Linked DNA regions of Mus musculus: region 2 is linked to region 1. Evidence: chromatin contacts called from public Hi-C data. All regions are on one chromosome and are shown on one strand. The core of a region is the stretch at or near the end of the contact, and the rest is flanking DNA. Distances in the headings are between cores, read along the strand shown. Region 1 has its middle 40 kb from the start of 7530428D23Rik. Region 2 overlaps Gm31813 (a long non-coding RNA gene).

Region 1 (2,863 bases), core at 94-2,593:
TTTCTTTATGCCTTCCTTGCTTCCTTTCCTACTTTTTACCTTCTCTCACAGTTTGTTTCCACAATGATGGATGGCAGACAGCCTCACACAAGTCTGGCCCCAGTGTAGTTCATCTGAAGTCACAGGCAACGGCTGCTAGCAGAGGAGTTCTCGATGAGAATCCCTAGCTTTAGAAGCTAAGAACTATTCTGAAAGAAACCACAATCTAGTATTTGTAGAGATACTGTTATTGTGAAACACAGACTGAAATATATACATACAGACTAGCCCTATAAGTAGCTGAGGGTCAAAGAAAGATCTTTTTATTAATTGGTACCAGGAAATAAAAAGATGGACTGTTTTGGCCAAGGAAGGTCTTGTGTGTGTGTATGTTTGTGTGTGCACATGTGAGCAGTGTGGTACTGTGATATCTGTGTTTTATGTGTATATGGTGTAAGTATGTTATAGATGTGGAATGCACTATGCGTATGTTCTCTGTGTGATATGTATATACTATGTGTATTATATTTCTATTGTGGTTCGTTATGCATGATATACATGTGTGGTATATGTGTGGCATTTGGTACATATTTGTGGTATACCATATGTGTGAGCTATATGTGGTGTGAGTAAGGTGTATGTGGGTGTTGTGTGTATTGTATATGTATATGAGGGGGGCGTGTATGGTGTTTGTGTATGTATTGTATGTGTTGTATACTTGTGTGTGTGTGCAGTATGTGTGTCTGTCTGTCTGTCTACATGTTTTTCTGGCTGCCATCCTCTTTAGAGTATGCCTCAGCTTCAGAAGTACACATCCATGCTGATCTCTACCTTGCTGGAGAGCCAGCATCAGGTGCCTGAAGGAAGTGATGTAAAAGTTTGGCAGTGTGTTCCAGTCCAACTACTTGATAGATGCAATCAGTTCTATTGTCTCTACAACTTGGGAAAGCTCTAGCCAAGACTTCCTTCCCCTCCTGAGGGCCAATCTTTACTGAGCTCTTTGCATCCTCATTGTTTGCCTTCAAGAAATACAGCTTGTAATGGTGAATGCCAGGACATTATGTGTTAGCATTTCCGATGAATGGAGCTTTCCTTAGCCTAATAAATATGAATGAAACAGGCTTCATATCACTAGCTGTACAAAGGTTTAGAAAAGATGATCATAAAAATAAATAAATACACACACACACACACACACACACACTCAATTCTAGTCGAGTATCACCCTGAGCCATTTTCTTCTCAGCTTAAAAAAGAAAAAAAAAAAAAAAAAAAAAAAAAGAGCAGCAAGTGTCAGAGTGGTCCAGACATGCCAATGCTCTCATGCTGACGTAATCAGAGGAAAGAATTCAAAAGGAACCCTTTCTCAGGGTGCTACTTGGTGCTACTGAGAATTTCCCTAATTCACACATTTGTGTCACAGAGTCCTGAGACACACACCTAACAGACTGACTGGTCCCTCGTGGGTTTTCCACCAGAGACTGTTCTCATCCGTTCTTACTAAATTCAAACCAAAAATATTTGATGCCTTTTCTTAGAACAGATTTCCCTGTGTGTGTCCCCTGCCCTGCCCCCAAGCCCATTCTTCTACAAAGATAGCCTAGACTTCCTCTTTATTCTGTTGTCTGGGGCTGACAGGCAATGGAGTCACATGACAAATTGTGGGAATTCAGACTCTGGAGACCCAGCATCAGGGTGTTTCTTGCCCAGTGTACAAGCTTATACACACGGTTTAAGCCAATCCTAAGCCCTTTAATCCTTGGCCAATTGTATTTAGCAACACTGTCACCATGCCCCAGTGAAAGCCCTGCTTGATGAGAAAACTCATAAGGTGTGGCAGGAAAACACCATACCCAGATAGGACTTCCACGAAGACTGGGAAAGTGGCCACCACCCTGGCTTTGGTCCCTTTTTGCTCTCTTACTGATGTTCCCGGCGTCATCTTAGATTTTATACAGCAGATCAAGACTCTTCAAGGGTTGCAGGAGCCTGTGGCACCTTGCTCTCCATCCCACCTTTCCTTCACAAAGGTGACTTTCACAAACCCCACATTCTGTGTCTGAGGGGGAGCCAACATTTTTTCCCCATGAACACCTTCTCTCCAGAGCAGGCAAAGTGCAAATAGGAAGGTGACATAGTTTCTTCCTTCTGTTTCTTTTGATTCAGTCACTGAGCGGTACACTCTCCTCTGCCTGCAAAGCTGGGCCAATGATGTTGAGTGCAGAGCTGGGCAAAGTGTATTCAGAACATTGCTATCTGTATAATAACCCAGGTGTGATGTAGGAAAGATAGGATTTGGAGTTGGAAGTCGGTGGGGAACAGCATAGCTCAGTGGTGGCACACTATGAATCGGGGCATACCACAGAGCAAAGTAAAACTAAAGATTTTGAAGTTTCCGATGAGATCAGGAGTCCTGAATTAAAAGACAGAGAGGAAATTAAGTGCTGTAGGATACAACTGAGGGAACCCTGTGTTGCACGCCCCCCTCCCCCACTTCTGGTTTATTGGAACAATTTCGCAGCATAGGTGTGATAGCATCACATATATGTTGCAAAGAGACACTAGAAAAAGTTGTGGTGCTGTGTAAAAGCCGGCTGTAAATAAGGCCCTGACTGTCCTGATCCTTAGCATACTACACAGGAAGGAATCTCCCAGATACAGTGGCTCCAGACTCTCATGGCTTTCAGTTATGATTATTTTCTCTCAGGAAAAACAAACAAACCCAACATCATTTATAGTCAGAATCAGCAGATGGGCTGCACTGTGAGCTACTTTTCTCGTAGCTCTGATGAAGCCAGTGAAGGTAGTAATGGGGGTGGGGGCTGGGGGTGGGGGCGGTGGCTGAGATGTCAAGCAGACATGGTCCTGTTCATCATGGATGGAA
Region 2 (2,845 bases), core at 221-2,720, 65 kb before region 1:
TTCAGTGGGGATGTCTCACTTGGTAAAAGTGCTTACCTTGCAAGCACAAAGAGCTGAGTTTGATTCCCAGAAGCCACATGGAAAAAATTGGGTATGCTGGCACTAAGTCTGGAAACTCAGTGTTGGGCAGATGGAGACAAGCCATCCCTAGCCAGGCAGCCTAGCTTATTTGTTGATTCCTGGCTAGTGAAAGACCTTGTTTCAAAAACACGTGGACTGTGCATTAGGGATGACATTTGAGATTGTCCTCTGAGCCCCAGACACATGTGCATGTATGGCATGCATGTGTATCTCAACATACATGTGTACTCCATCCATGAACACATGCACATATCCACATATGTACACACAAAGTATTCAACTGATTCCATAAAGCTTCTACTGCTGGCATTTGATGGTGGAGACTTTATGGTTTCCCAAGGCACACAGAGAAAGGAGCTGGCAGAAGCAGCTTGTAGCTGCAAGGAGCTCTGTAGGGTTTGCCCGTGCAGTGCTCAGGGCCAGGGGGAAACGTGTATTTGTACCTTTTCATAATTTCCCACATTGTATTCTCCTTGAATGAAAAGTTGATGTTCTTTTTGTTTGGACTAAAAGATTTCAGAAATGTCCTTTATCCCAGATAAGACTGAGGTGATAAAATCTACTAACCCTCGAGGAAGGCACCCCTGGGTCTAGCACTATACGATTTATAATGGATTTCTCTAAAACCTGCACTCATGTGGCTAACATTAGCTTCATTTTAGGATTGATTACAGGAAGGGGATTCCTGAGAAGAGATAGGGAAGAGCCTGCATCCTAATTTTGTAAAGTCAGCATCCAAAATGGAGGAAAATACTTCAAAATCAATTGGGTATGTTAGTAGATCAAATTCCCTGCCTAGGCAAATGTGGGGCTCGACACAGACAAGCCGAGGCTTTAGGGGGTGGAGAATACTTTAGTTTTTGCCTATTAGTTATTGATTTGTTTGTTTTCTAATAGAGAGAATAAGAAAGGGTGTGCATTTGGGTAGGTGGAGAAGTGCAGAGGATCTGGGACTCTTTGAGGGAGGGGAAACTATAATCAGAATGTTTTATATGAAAACAAATCGATTCTCAATAAAAAAGAAATTTGTGAAGCAAATGCCCGGCACACATTTTCACTCATGGCCTCATCTGATACAGGTGGGGAGCTTATTAAATACTCCTCATGGGTTATCTGTCATATGCATGGCCTTTTGAGTGGAAGTGGTGTTACCCATTTATATTCAAGTAATGCAAAGTTCTCTTGCTGTCTGTTTGGGTACTCTCCCTTACACAGGCTTGAAGAAACAACCTGGAGTGGGTGCTTCTTGGAAGCCCTTCCTGAAAGTACTATTAATCAGCTTCTTCTAGACATTTCTGTTTGTAAAGCATCCATTATAGACATATCACTGACTGGGTTGACTTGTTAATTTGCCAGTTGCCTTCTGTGAGCCTGAGACTCTGAACCTCAGGCCACAGGCCTGGCTCCTCTCCCATGGAATTTCCCAGTAGTCATGGCAGCCTGGCTCTGAGTAGCAAGTTGAGTACATTTTTCTCAGTGTGTGAATTACTCCAGTGATTCCAGGTAAAGCAGAGTTCTTTTTCTAAGTCATTTATACTTTTAATGGGCAGAATTAGCTGAGTATCTGCTTCACATGTACAGTTTAATTTTTTTTTTGAACCTCTGAGAGCCATTTCATGGTTAGTTCACTGAGAAAGCTGCTCAGTGATGTTAGATTGGAAACTGAGTGCCCTGAGCTGGCGACTGATGTGCAGCAGGAAGTGGAGTCTGACTGGCCTCACGTTCATGTCTGTTGATTCACTGCATTCCATTGAGTCCTGTGTATAAGCAGAACCTGTATCTTATGTGCTCACTATCTGTCAGCTTCTTAATATTTTTTCCTCACCAACATATACTAGGGTCTTGTAGCATCCCACCCCATCTCTAGTTGCCACATTAGTTATACAAACAGAAGTGTTTACAGATCTCTGTCCACATCACCTCTTAGTGTTTTGTTAGAGAGAAAACTTTTACGTGTCGTGGTTTGAACGGGAATTGTCCCACACTGGCTTATGTGTTTGAACATGAGTCCCCTGGCTGTGTTTTGGGATGTTATGGAACATTTAGGAGGTGAAGGTTTGGTGAAGGAAATGTGGCAGAAATGGGAGAGGAGGGCTTGGAATTGTATACCTGGGACCCACTTTCCGTCCTCTGTCTGCTTCCTGACTGGGAATTCCCCATGACTGGCCATATCATGCTCTTGCAGTACCTTCCCTGTCATAAGGAACTTCATCCCTTCTCTGTAAGCCTAAATAACCCTTGCTTCCTTGAACCACTTTTGTCAGCTATTGTGCCATAGCCATGAGACAAGTGACTAGTACAATATTTCCAACATAGTAGTACCCACAATGGTTTAAAGCACCGTACATGGGACATACACACAGACTCTGAAATGTCTTTAGACTTTAAGCTTGGGTTACTCCAGGAAAAACCCCTTAGCCTCATATGTGTGACAGGAAGGTAGATACAGGTATATTTACTGACATAACAAATGCTGAACAAATGTTAGGTACTAGTCTCTCAGTATAAAAAGACCTGTAGTGCACAGATGGAAGAGTGCCTATGTTCAAGCTTTCCCATGGGGAGGGACAGCTCCCCTCAAGTCATGTGATCCTTGGGCAAGAGAGGCCAAGGTTCTTGCTACACTTGGCTACTCTATGTAGTGATCATAAGACCAGCTTGATAAGTTTTTGTTGAAGAAGCAGCATTCATCGTAATACAAACCAGTGGAAGCTCTATCCTAAGAAGACACATATTGCCATAGAAACACAGATCACTCGAGATA

What was found. A called contact is a pair of places that touch in the nucleus more often than the background predicts.
Region 2: a contact with region 1 is called in a Hi-C map of regulatory T cells, with 2.2 times the contacts expected there. The contact joins two enhancer-like sites. A contact is called at or near these places in 1 of 15 datasets of contacts at CTCF or cohesin (the NIH/3T3 cell line) and 2 of 484 Hi-C or Micro-C datasets (the HPC-7 cell line and regulatory T cells).

What each region holds. Positions count from the first base shown.
Region 1 is chr3:21,839,726-21,842,588 of GRCm38.p6, reverse strand. No RefSeq gene overlaps it. Among named protein-coding and RNA genes, the nearest start is that of 7530428D23Rik, 40 kb to the right of the region's middle. Within about 2 kb of position 1,343, at least 38 of the 459 cell types and tissues checked have an H3K27ac peak or open chromatin away from gene starts, as enhancers often do. A contact at or near this core is called in regulatory T cells, where this site is marked.
Region 2 is chr3:21,904,541-21,907,385 of GRCm38.p6, reverse strand. The region is part of intron 3 of Gm31813 (a long non-coding RNA gene); the gene reads left to right. Among named protein-coding and RNA genes, the nearest start is that of Gm31813, 58 kb to the left of the region's middle. Within about 2 kb of position 1,470, at least 40 of the 459 cell types and tissues checked have an H3K27ac peak or open chromatin away from gene starts, as enhancers often do. A contact at or near this core is called in regulatory T cells, where this site is marked.